Linked DNA regions of Sus scrofa: region 2 is linked to region 1. A link is a contact called in public Hi-C data. All regions are on one chromosome and are shown on one strand. The core of a region is the stretch at or near the end of the contact, and the rest is flanking DNA. Distances in the headings are between cores, read along the strand shown. Region 1 holds the start of PGLYRP1 (peptidoglycan recognition protein 1). Region 2 overlaps LOC100513542 (serine/threonine-protein phosphatase 5).

Region 1 (5,952 bases), core at 3,421-5,920:
CTGTATGGTGGGAACAGAGATTAATGAAAGAATTACACGGTAAGTTAGTAACTACAGTCATGACAAATACAAGGAGAAAATGGTATGCAGAAGTTCCTGTCAAGGCTCAGCAGTTAACGAATCCGAATAGTCTCCATGAGGACACGGATTCGATCCCTGGCCTCACTCAGTGGGTTAAAGATCCCGCATCGCAGTAAACTGTGGGTGTAGGTCGAAGACGTGGCTCAGATCCTGTGTGGTCATGGCTGTGGTGTAGGCTGGCAGCTGCACTCTGATCTGAACCCTAGCCTGGGAACTTCCAGATGCCACAGGTGCAGCCCTAAGAAAGAAAGAAAGAGTACTCAAGTGATACAGTCTTGGAGTTCAAGGCAATATAACAATTACCCATTGTTATAAGTTGCAGTAGGTATTCACATGAGCCTGTCTCAATATTAGGCTAACAGGATACAGAGTAAATAAAATTCAAACAAGGGAAGACTTTCTCCACCTGCCAATGATTGCATTCTTAGTATTGTTAAGGAATCTGATGTGTAAATATTTCTGTCTTTTTACAAAAGGTTAGCTGCATGTTTTGTCATCTTGAAACTAAGGTACAAATGTGCTGAATTTCTTAAGGTTCCTCTTTGTACAGAGTCCCCTGGGGCCAGGGTAGCCAAAGTATCTTCAAGGGCAGCAAGAAGGACAGGATGGCTGGGGGACTTGGGAAAGGGGTCTTGGCCATGAGTGAGGTGAGGCTGGTGTGGAAGAAGCCCTGACTATTGGCCACATTCTAAGAGTCATGAGAAGCCACAGAAAGAAAATGTGACTGGCTTTTGATAGAAGCCTGGGCCTCACAGGGCCCAGGGTGCATGATGGGACATTATGGAGGAGGTGGGAGCAAAATCCAGGTGCCAGGAGCTACTGATTGAAACAAGGTGGAGAGAGCAGAAAGAGCCAGGAGTATTCTGCTTTGTAAGCTATTTAGGGAATAATAGCATCATGACTTGGGAGTGGATTGGATATTCATTCAATGGCTCGGTTACTGTCTATTGAGCACATGCTATGTGCTGGGCATGGATGGTCAAGGATGGTGTTCAGGAGTTCTCCTGTGGTACCCCTGGTGAAGGATCTGGCATTGTCACTGTAGTGACATGAGGCGCTGCTGTGGCTTGGGTTCCATCCCTGCCCTGGGAATACATGCCACAGGTATGGCCAAAAAAAAAAAAAAAAAAAATTGGTGCTCAGATTTATGGCATTTGTAACTGGAAGATTCATCATATCATTCCCTTAGACAGGGACTAATGGAAGAGGCCAGTTTGGAGGAGCAAATAATGGCCCGTTTTGGAAATCTTGCATTTGAGGTGCCTGGGGAACATCCAAGTGGAGATGTCAAGTAGGCAGGTGGATACACAGATTCAGAATTCAGCCATCGTGGCTCAGGGGGTTAAGAACATGACAAGTGTCCATGAGGATGCCAATTCTATCCCTGGCCTCCATCAGCAGGTTAAGGATCCAGCATTGCTCTGGCCAGCAGCTGCAGCTCTGATTCAACCCCTAGCCTGGGAACTTCCATATGCTGCCAGTGCAGCCCTAGAAAGACAAAAAGCAAAAACAAAAACTGAATTCAGCTGAGAGCTCCAGGCTAGACATAAAAATCTGGACGTCATCTGCATTTTGGTGGTGGCTGAAGCCATGAACTAGATAAGATCACCTGGCAGAAAAAGTATAATGGTCAAGATGGGAAGAATGAGTCTGAAAGGGAGAACAAAAGACCAGCCAGAGGAATAGAAGGAAAATCAAGAAAGTCTTACGACATGAAAGTTAGGTAAGAGAGCATTTTGAGAAGGAAGTGGTCAGCTATGTCAAATGCTGCCTAGTTGCCCAAGATTATCCAGCTAACATGGGGTAGGACTGAAAGGTAAAATGTCTATTTAATAAGTGATGTTGGGACAAATGATTCACCATTTGGAAACAAAGCTAGACCCCCTACCTCACACCATATGCAATTCTAAATTCTAAATTCTAGCTGAGGTGCAGGGGTACAGGTCTAAAAGTAAAACACATAATAACATTTTTTTAATATAAAAAATTTTATAATCTTGGTTGTGAAAAGATCTTTTTAGGGCAAAACAGAAAACAAAGGAACTTTGGTTTTTTGGGTTTTTTTTTTGCTTTTTAGGGCCATGCCTGCAGCATATGGAGATTCCCAGGCTAGGGGTCGAATTGGAGCTACAGCTGCTGGCCAACACCGCAGCCACAGCAATGCCAAATCTTTAAGCCACTGAGTGAGGCCAGGGATTGAACCCACAACCTCATGGTTCCTAGTTGGATTCGTTTCCACTGCACCACAATGGTAACTCCCAAAGAAACTATTTTTTAAAAATTTTTTTTTTTTTTTTTTTTTTTTTGTCTTTTTGTCTTTTGTTGTTGTTGTTGCTATTTCTTGGGCCGATCCCGCGGCATATGGAGGTTCCCAGGCCAGGGGTTGAATCGGAGCTGTAGCCACCGGCCTACGCCAGAGCCACAGCAACGCGGGATCCGAGCCGCGTCTGCAACCTACACCACAGCTCACAGCAACGCCGGATCGTTAACCCACTGAGCAAGGGCAGGGATCAAACCCGCAACCTCATGGTTCCTAGTCGGATTCGTTAACCACTGCGCCACGACGGGAACTCCTAAAAATGTTTTCATAGAGAGTTCCCTGGTGGCCTAGTGGTTAAGGATCCAGTGTTGTCACTGCTGTGACAGGTCACTGCTGTGGCTTGGGATTGATCCCTGGCCCGGGAACTTCTACTGCTGCAGGTGTGACCCCCCCCAAAAATAGTTTTAATAGGCTAGAGGAAAAGGTTTGCCCCACGTTTGTCTGACAAAGGGTTAATCTCCCCATATAAAACAACCCAACAGGGAAATGATTAAAGAGAAAACCAGGCAATTCCCAGAAGATGGACACAACATCCATTAATACATAAAAAAGGTAATCACCTCACTGACGTTGAAGAAATGCAAATAAAACAAGATACCTCCTTGGACTGACCACATGGCTGGGGAAAATAAATACTAAAACTTTCTTGGAATGGTATTTGGCAATATCTATTAATATCTAAAACGTAGCTTTTACCTCACCTGCATGCTTGCTACATTGTGTATTCATAGTGTGCAAATTAATAGAGATCTCCACTATTACTTCTATTACTCTAAAATACTATTAACCGTATTAACTATGAAAGTTTTCTTTTCTATAGGTATCTTATTTTTTAATGCTTTTGAAATGAATTGAGACACAAAAAATGCATATCCAACAACTCAACAATCCCAGGAATGGGATTATTTTCTTCCCTTTGCAAATTGATAACAAAAAGGCAAACAACCCACTTTTTTAGTGGGCAATGGAGATTAATGCGCGATTGACAAGAGGCAAATCCGAATGCGCAGCAAATAGAAAAATACTCAATCTCCTGAGTGGTCATAAAATTGCCAATTAAAGTCCCAGGAGTTCCTGTTGTGGTGCAGTGGGTTCAGAACTCGACTGTCTGCAGTGGCTCAGGTTGCTGGGAAGATGTGGGTTCAATCCCTGGCCAGTGCAATGGGTTAAAGGATCCAGCATTGCCCCTGCTAGTAGTGCAATGGGTTAAAGGATCCAGCATTGCCCCTGCTAGTTTGGATTCAATCCCTGCCCCCAGGAACTTCCATATGTCCCAGTGGTGCTTATGTGGAGCTATGAATGAATCAGACATCTTCTAAGGAATCAACTTATGAGTTAGGTGCTTTATATTATCAGCCCACTTTGCATATGGGGAAAACTGAGGCACAGAAAGGTTAAGTCAATTGCCTAAGATCACACACTGGAACGTCACCAAAATTTTTTTTTTGTTGTCTTTTTTTTTTTGCTATTTCTTTGGGCCGCTCCCACTGCATATGGAGGTTCCCAGGCTAGGGGTCGAATCGGAGCTGTAGCCACTGACCTACGCCAGAGCCACAGCAACGCGGGATCCGAACCGCGTCTGCAACCTACACCACAGCTCACGGCAACGCCGGATCGTTAACCCACTGAGCAAGGGCAGGGACCGAACCCGCAACCTCATGGTTCCTAGTCGGATTCGTTAACCACTGCGCCACGACGGGAACGCCCCAAAATTTAAATGCAGGCAACCTGGCTCTGAATTTGGGCTCTGAATCAGGCTCCACTACCTCCCACGGGTCAGCAACATGACTAGTCCTCTTCCCGCCTCAGTTTACTCAACTGTGAAATGGGCTTCCCAATACTCAGTTCAGTTTGTTGTGAGGGTTAAGTAACATTGGGCTTAGGCCTGGGCTAAGTGTTTTTTAAAATGGGAGCCTTTGTTTCTTCAGTCCTGGCAAGAAGAAGGGAGAAGGCCAGGGGCCCCTCTCCTTCCCTTTTTAAGTTCCTGGTGAGCCGTCCAATGCTCCACTGAGAGGGCAGGGCAGAGATCCAGACCCTGGCTCTTCCAAAAACCACTGGGCAGAGTGCCCACCCCCACCTCCGCGGGGTCAGGACCCCGCCTCTCCTCTCCCGGACTTGACCACACCTCACTCTGTTGCGGCCGGGACCAGAAAAGGAAGCGATCTGGGGTCCCACCGGGAAGTCCCTGGGGGTGTGATGCAAGCCCTTCCCCCACCAACCCCGCAGATAAAGGCACAGGGCCAGCCTCGAGCTGCCAGGCGCCTGTGCGCCCTGCCCGCCATGGCCCGCAGCTGCGCGCTGCTCTCCTGGGCCCTCCTCGCCCTCTTCGCCCTCCTCGGGGCTGCTGGGGGAGGTCCGGCAAACTGCATCCCCATTGTGTCCCGCAGAGAGTGGGGGGCCCTGGCGTCCGAGTGCTCTGCGAACCTGAGACGGCCAGTGCGCTACGTGGTGGTATCGCACACGGCGGGCAGCACCTGCGATAACCCGGCCTCATGCCGGCGTCAGGTCCAGAACGTGCAGCACTACCACGTGCGGACGCTGCACTGGTGCGACGTGGGCTACAAGTGAGTGCAGAGCTGGGGCAAACGCTGGATCCACGACTGCGGGGGGCGGGTGCGCGCGGGGCCGGGAGACCGGGTGATGGGGCTCTAGAACCTCCAGGCCGACACCCCCTGGCGCCTTACTCAACGCGCAGCATCCTCGTTTTCCCCCAGGGTCGCGGCTTAGAGCTGGGTGCGTGCAGGCAGCGCGAAGATGCTTAGGAGGAGGGGAAGTGCTGAAGTCCGAGCTCTGCCCCCCGGAGGTAGGGTCAGACTTTGCCAACACCAGGAAGGTGTCCTGTGCACTAGAGTCCCAGGGCCTGGTGAAGCACGGGGCGGGGCTCCAGTCCCAGCTCTTCTGGCTGCTGGCTGAGCGCTGGGGCAGGCGGTCACCCTCTCTCAGCTTCAGTTTCATCTTCCTCCTCTAAAAGTCAATGGGATCGTGGCCTACTCCATCACTAAGCCAGCAGATAACGTGCAAAACGCTCAGGACACCGCCTGGCTTGGAATGGGAGTCCCCAAACTTATGGACTACTGGCACCTACTACTATATGCCAGGCTGGGCGCAGATGCTGGATGTGGACACATGAACAGGGCGAATCCAGCCCAAAGGGAGTTAAAGACCAGCAGGGAGCAAGGTCAGCAAGATGCATTCCGATGGTGATAGAAGCGATGGAGAAAAGGAACAGGGTGATGGACACGGCTCCGGTCTATGGGAGCTGAAGACGGAGTGTAGTAAGCTGTGGTAAAGCATAGGTAAAGGCTAGGAGGCTGAGTGAGTGGGTCCTGCCTGTGGGACAGAGGTCACGGGGCTGGAGATAGCTGGGAAGAATGACATGAAATGAGGAGGAAGGAGTTGGCAGGGGCCAGATCGCACAGGGGCTTGAGGCCCAGGGGGAGGACTTCGATTCTAACACCGGAGCGATGGGACGATGTGAGCCTGCTTGGGTGAGGAGCTCCCTCTGGCGGCCGTGTGGAGAACAGACTGTAGCGGGTGGCGGCGCGGGGTGG
Region 2 (6,312 bases), core at 343-2,842, 69 kb before region 1:
AATGACTCATCTGAGTGCCTAGGGGACCTAAGGACAAATCAGACATGGAAGGTCCACAACAGGTGGGTGCAGCTGTGGGTGGCAGGGTGGGCAGTACAGCAGGGAAGCTCGCTGGACCTGGGGGCCTGCAGCCCCAGCTCTGGACTGTGGAGTCCCCAGGTGCGCAGGCAGAGGAGCAACAGACGGTGCGTGAGCCCCACGGCCCCCAGGCCCCAGCATGCAGGGGAATGGAAGGTCCAGGCCAGGATGTGCAATGTTCTGGGTAGGGCACGGAGAGCGCACCCAGACCCTACTCACTCATGCTCTCGATGTCGAGTGAGTCCACGACGGAGCGCTTGTGCTCATCACCTGCAATGGCCCGCTCGAAGGCTTTCTGCTTCACGATCTTGTTGCATTCCTGGTACTTCATCTTGGCGTCCTTGTCGTGGGGCTTCACCTTCACCACCTGGGTGTGTGGGTGGGTGAGAGGGGAAGGAAGGGAACAGGTATCAACGCCCAGGCCGAGGTCGGGCAAAGGAGCCTCAAGGAGACAGACGCCATGGCCATCTTTGGCCTGCCTGGCCCCAGGCTCCACCAACGTGGAGCAGAGTGGCTGGGCCACCGGGTACCAGGGATACAAGCTTGGGCTCAGCCTCTAGGCCTCGGTTTCTGCACCCCCAAAGTGGGCCTGACGGAGCTGCCAACACAGGGCTGCTGAGAAGGTAAACATGTTAACCCACACAGACACTCATAATAAATCTCAGCTCTGACCACCATCAACTGGCCACTGGAGGCACGCGTCCAGCTCCAGCTTCCTCGCTGGAACCAGGGTGGGCCGAGGCACAGTTCATGATGTTATTTCCAAGGTGGGTGGGATTGAGAGGAAAGCAGGGGCTGATCCAAAGTCTCTGTTAACAGCCCAGACTCATCTGAAGAGGCAATGACTTGCCGGGGAACCTGGACTCCATGATCCTCAGTTTTCTCATCCACAAAATGCAGACACGACAGGCTCCACCTGCCAGGGCTGTTGGGAGGCTAAGTAATGAACACAGGGCCTGGCGGGCAGCCTGGGTGGGCGAGCAGCAGCCGGCACCCAGTGGTGGCAAGGCCCTCATTCAACTTTGGGCTTTGCGGGAGGTGGGGAGGGACCCAGGGCAAATGAGCCCCTGAGTTTTCTCTTCTGAAGGAAGGTAGAGACTGGGTCACAGATCCAGGACTCGTGGGTTCCAATCTCAGCTCTGCAATCATCAGGAGCGTGACCTGGGCAATGAGTTTGCCTGCGACCCCGTCCCCCTCAGCGGGCAGCTGAGAGGACTGAGTGAGTGCACGCAGCGGGGCCGGGCAAGAGTCAACTCCACATGCTCACATGCTGCCCTCCTCGGCCGCCATTCATAGGCTGCTGTGCGGATTAAATGAGATCACACGCACTGAGCCCCAGACCTCAGGACACGCTTAGTTCTCAGTAAAAGGAGCCGGCGCTGTCCCTCCCTTCTACGTTGCTTCCTACAAACTCTACTCCTCCAAGCTCAGAAGCAGGCAGGCCTGCACGCAGAGCCCGGCTCTGCCCCTCACTTGCTGTGTGACCTTGGGCAAGTGAGTTCACTCCGAGACGCCCTTTAGCTACTGTCAGTGCGATTAGGAGTGGACCCTGGCTGACCTGCCCATCCTGCTGGCCTCCCTAGGTGTGGGCCCCCTCAGCTCCTGCTCCCCACAGCGGGCAGGAAGGGCTGCCAGGGCTGCCATGTCCCTGGTGGAAAGAGACCACCAGAAAGGGTCAGAAGCCCGGACAAAGGCACTTGCTGATCCCCGAGGGTCAATGGGGCTCCCCCACCCCCCAGAATGGGTATGCAGGCCAGGTGGGGTGGCAGGGAGCTGGGTCTGGGCAGGCTCAGGCTAGGGCACCCTGCCAGGCAGCTCCACCTGGGGTGGGGGCACCGTGCCAGGCTTAGGAGAAAAGCAGCACCAGGCATTCCCTGGAGTCCTTCCCAACGAGGAGAGGTTATAGTCCACACCCCAGGATAAAGTCCAAGCCACCCTCTGTTTGCTCAGCACTACCAGCCAGACCAAACTCACAAGTCCCCAAAGGGGCCAGCTCCCGCTCACCTCCAGGCCTCGTACAGGCTTGGCCCAGAGCACACTTCCACCTCCAGCTCCTTTCTAGCTCCTGCTCCTCTTCCGGCTCTCAGCTCCCTCATGTGCAACCACTGCCCCCATCCGCCAGGCTGCGTCAGGTACCCCCTCGGGGCTCCCCAGCAGGCCGAGTACTGCAGGAACCTGCCTCCCCACTGGAAGGTGGCTGGGAGGCGGGAGCTGAGGCTGAGTCCCAGATGTCAACAAACGTCCTGACTGGACAAGGACGACCCCGCCACCCCAAGCATCTCCTCTGAGCCCCTGCCGGGTTCTCAGACAACACTACGCTGCCGGGACTAAAGGAGCTGGGGCAGTAACAGCAGCGGCAAGCGTACCCAGTGCAGTGCTTACTATGCGTCTGAGGGTGTAAGCAACTGCCCTGCTCACTTGATCGTCAGAGCAGCGCTACGTGGTGTGATCACAATCTCCACTGGACAGATAAGGAAACTGAGGCCCAGAGAGGCAAAGACACTGATCTAAGAAGCCAGCGTTTGGTTCTCTCCCTGCATAAGATTGTGACTCCCGCCATGCACGCTGGGACGTGCTCACCTCCCTACTCTCGGCCATCGTCCCCACAGCGCCCTGCACCCCTTCAGGGAGACGCTGGTCATGGTCAGAGTGCAGGCAGCCCCACCTCTCTGGCCTCCCTCAGCATCTAGAAAGCAAGGAGGGTGCCAGCAATCCTGGGGTGGGGGGGGTAATGTGACAACTTAACATCGGGCCCCGGAGTTCCTGTCGTGGCGTAGCAGAGATGAATCCAACTAGAAACCATGAGGTTGCAGGTTCGATCCCTGGCCTTGCTCAGTGGGTGAAGGATCCGGCATTGCCGTGAGCTGTGGTGTAGGTCGCAGATGTGGCTCGGATCTGACGTTGCTATGGCTGTGGCGTAGGCCGGCGGCTATAGCTCTGATTAGACCCCTAGCCTGGGAACCTCCATATGCTGCAGGAGCGGCCCTAGAAAAGACAAAAAAACCAAAAAAAAAAACAAAAAACAAAAAACCCAACAAAGTGGGATCTAGGCCATGTCCGTGTCAGTATCTGACTATGGTATTTTCGTAATGATGCCAGTTATGTCAGTGGGGAAACTGGGAGAATGGGACCTCTATATTACTTCTTATAACTCCGAGTGAAGCTATGGCACTCTCAAAATTAAAAGCTGTTTTCAAAAAGGAGCCTTTTCAGCTGGGAGTACTAATGGGCAGTAACTACAGTGCTCCAACCGACAAAACGCTAACACAGGCTCAACATCCCCATGTGAAGCCATGGGGGCTGCGTGTACTGGGGAACTGGGAACTGCCCGGATTTCAGAAAGGTGACACGGTGCCAGGGCTGTATGTTATGTGACGCCCCCAGTGGACCAGGTGGCACCTGGAGACTACACACCCTTCTGTTTCTGCAGCAAAACCTCCAATTGCACCACCTGGGAGCATTCAAGACCATTGACAGCCTCCTATTTTAAGTCCAGGTCAGCTTTCATCACCAAACGAGTTGACTGAACTTACCAGACTGTTTTTTCAAACAGTTGGGTTTAGAACTGAGGTGAGGGACTAGAGACCAGCAGCAAAAACCAGGTCCCTCACCAAGTGCTCCTGACCTCTGGGTGACATGACAACATGTGGCGGGCCATTATGATTATTTTCTTTCGGGGGGCAGGGCACACCCGCCAGCACATGAAGGTTCCCAGGCTAGGGGTCGAATCGGAGCTGCAGCTGCCGGCCTACACCACAGCCACAGCACCACCGGATCAAACTCGCACCCTCACAGACACCAGGCGGGTTCTTAGCCCGTTGAGCCACAGCAGGAATTCCATGATTATTTCCAGTGCAGAGGTGACAGGACATAGCCCAGGCAGGGGCTGTGCCTGCCAGAGGCACAGGGACAGCTGAGGCCAGCCAGGTGCTCGGGGCAGGCAGTGGAGGCACGACACTTGGGTCTGCACCCCACAAGTGGAAAAACTCGAGTGAACTCATTTAGGAAGTCACACCAACACTCCTTTCACAATAAAACAGAAGCAAGACACTGAGCTAAGGGCAAGTAATAGGCTGAGAAATTCTGGCCACTGCTTATGTCCAGTGGTCAGGAGCCTGACTCTGGGACCGGGCTGTCTCTGCCTGGCTGTGGGACCTCAGGGGAGGGACCTACTCCTGGGCTGCGGCTTTCTCACCTGTCAATCAGGGATAGTAACAGGCCCCATTTCTGGGGTTGTCATGAAGATCACATGAGTTTTCAGAGTGCGAAGGCCAGGTGTCAGGTGCCAGCTGTGACTGTTCCTGTCACTATCATCTATCCACACCTGAGGTGCACAGGCGCTTGCACAGACGTGCAGGACAAAAGGCATTTCTACCCAACGGCACTGGGCTATGTGCTCTGAGAAGGAACTTAAACGCAAACCATATTTCAAACCAAACCCCCAAGCCCCAGGAAGGGGTGGAGTGGAGAGTGCCGAAGGGGTCCCTTAGATCCAGCCTGGGCCCACGTGACCGCCTGAGTCCCAGCCACAGACAGGAAAGAAGATAGGCAGAATCTTCCGAGAAGATGACCCAGTGCGGGGGCAGGGAGTCCTGAAGCCAAAGTCCCCCTGAAAGATGAACTGGGAGAGAAGGGGCGTTGGTGGGGGGATTCAACATGGGCCCATGGAAAGGGGAGCTGGGCTCCTGCTAAGAGTCCAAGGCTTGGCCCTGGAGGGAGAGCAGAATGGAGGACCACCCCCAACCCAGCCCAAGGCCGCAGTGCTTCCCCAGACGCCCCCAGGAGAAATGCACCAGGACCCACAGGGGCAGGCCTGACTCTAACCGTACGGCTCGCCAATTCCTCACAAGGACACCGAGGCGGCTCTGCTCTTCCCGTCCTTTTACAGGTGAGGACGCAAAGCCAGAGCCCAAGCACGCAGAGCTGCACGGCTCAGAGCTGCACGGCTCAGAGCTGCGCATCTGACCCTGGAGGCCCTGCCGAGGGACCTTCAGCATTTCTGACCACAACTCAGAGTAAGAAAGACATGCATTCACCACACCCCATACCCCTCGGACGCACACAGATGAAGAGCAGCCTTCACAGACACATGCGTACCTGCTCCAGTGAACTGCTGTTTTCTCCCTACTCCACTGGTCTCAAACCGTCGCGCTGACCTCAGGGCCCACCAACAGCTACAAGTGCAGACTCTGGGTTCAGGTCTCAGCCCTGCCTCTTCTCTGCTAGGTGACCTTGGAGGGACTTCCTCTCTCCAGACCTTAGTTTCCCTCTTGTAAGCTAGATTGAATGCGTTTCCTTCAGGTAAAATACATATAAAGAGCTCCCAATGGGGCTAGGCCCACAGGGAGTGTGCAGATAAGGAAGCTGAGGCTGAGAAAGGAAAGGCCTTCACCAGGGCCTAGGGCCTTGGTTCCACCTCCAAGGATGCCACGATCTAAGAGGAGGCCTGGGTACGTCCTCCACGAAACTCCAGCAGGTCACAAAATAGTTTTGGAAGCAGACTCTGGATGGGGAGCCAGCCCAGGGCCCTGCCCCTCTGCCCCGCACCCAGAGAAGGATGAAGCATGTCAGAAAGGACAGCCTGCAGGCAAGGATCTCGTGGGGGGACTCCCCAGGGCTGCTGGCAGCGCACCCACAGAGAAATGGGCCATGACCCAGCCCTCCGCGGCACCCGCCAAGGCCTGGGATAAAGCTCAGATGGGGTGCGCCCGCAAGTCGGCTGGCCTGACCTTCTTACCCTCGCAGAGCACGTGGGGCCAAGCCCCAGGTGCAGACCTGCACTTGGGGGTCCTCTTGTCTTCCGCCCCCTCAATCTGCCCCAGGCCCCTCCCCGCACCTGAGACCTGAAGAAAAGCCCTGCCCCGTCCAACCCCAGCTGTCCTCCTGAGTTCCTCATTACTGAGCCCTCCACCCCAGTGACCCCAATGCCTCATGCCACTTCACCAGAGCCCCGCAGCCACCAGGAGGCCACTCCTCTTATCGCTCTTCTCCAAACAAGGACACCAAGGGACAAGGAGGAGGCTTGGCAGGGGGGTGGCCTGGGAGGCCAAGCTTGTAAGAACACTGCTCTGCTGTGCCTTCCCTTATCCTCCCGAGTATCGCCCCCCGCCCCCTCCTCCTTGCCGCCCCCTCCCGTCTGTAAATCATCTCCTCCTCCGTGCCTCTGCCCCCGCCCTGACCCAGGTGTCCCCAGGGCTTGGCTCAAGCCTGCGCTTGGCCTGAAAGCTGCCCGCG

What was found. A called contact is a pair of places that touch in the nucleus more often than the background predicts.
Region 2: a contact with region 1 is called in a Hi-C map of liver, with 2.9 times the contacts expected there. The contact joins the enhancer-like site here to the promoter of PGLYRP1 in region 1. A contact is called at or near these places in 1 of 5 promoter capture datasets (fetal liver) and 13 of 47 Hi-C or Micro-C datasets (alveolar macrophages, blood, brain and 9 more).

What each region holds. Positions count from the first base shown.
Region 1 is chr6:52,321,222-52,327,173 of Sscrofa11.1, reverse strand. It overlaps PGLYRP1 (peptidoglycan recognition protein 1), which reads left to right and starts at 4,670. Exons shown (of 3, transcript NM_001001260.1): 1 at 4,670-4,965. The coding sequence starts at 4,682.
Region 2 is chr6:52,386,856-52,393,167 of Sscrofa11.1, reverse strand. It overlaps LOC100513542 (serine/threonine-protein phosphatase 5), which reads right to left. Exons shown (of 13, transcript XM_003127234.6): 3 at 298-445. Among named protein-coding and RNA genes, the nearest start is that of PNMA8A, 39 kb to the left of the region's middle. Within about 2 kb of position 1,592, at least 17 of the 83 cell types and tissues checked have an H3K27ac peak or open chromatin away from gene starts, as enhancers often do. A contact at or near this core is called in fetal liver, liver and omental adipose tissue, where this site is marked.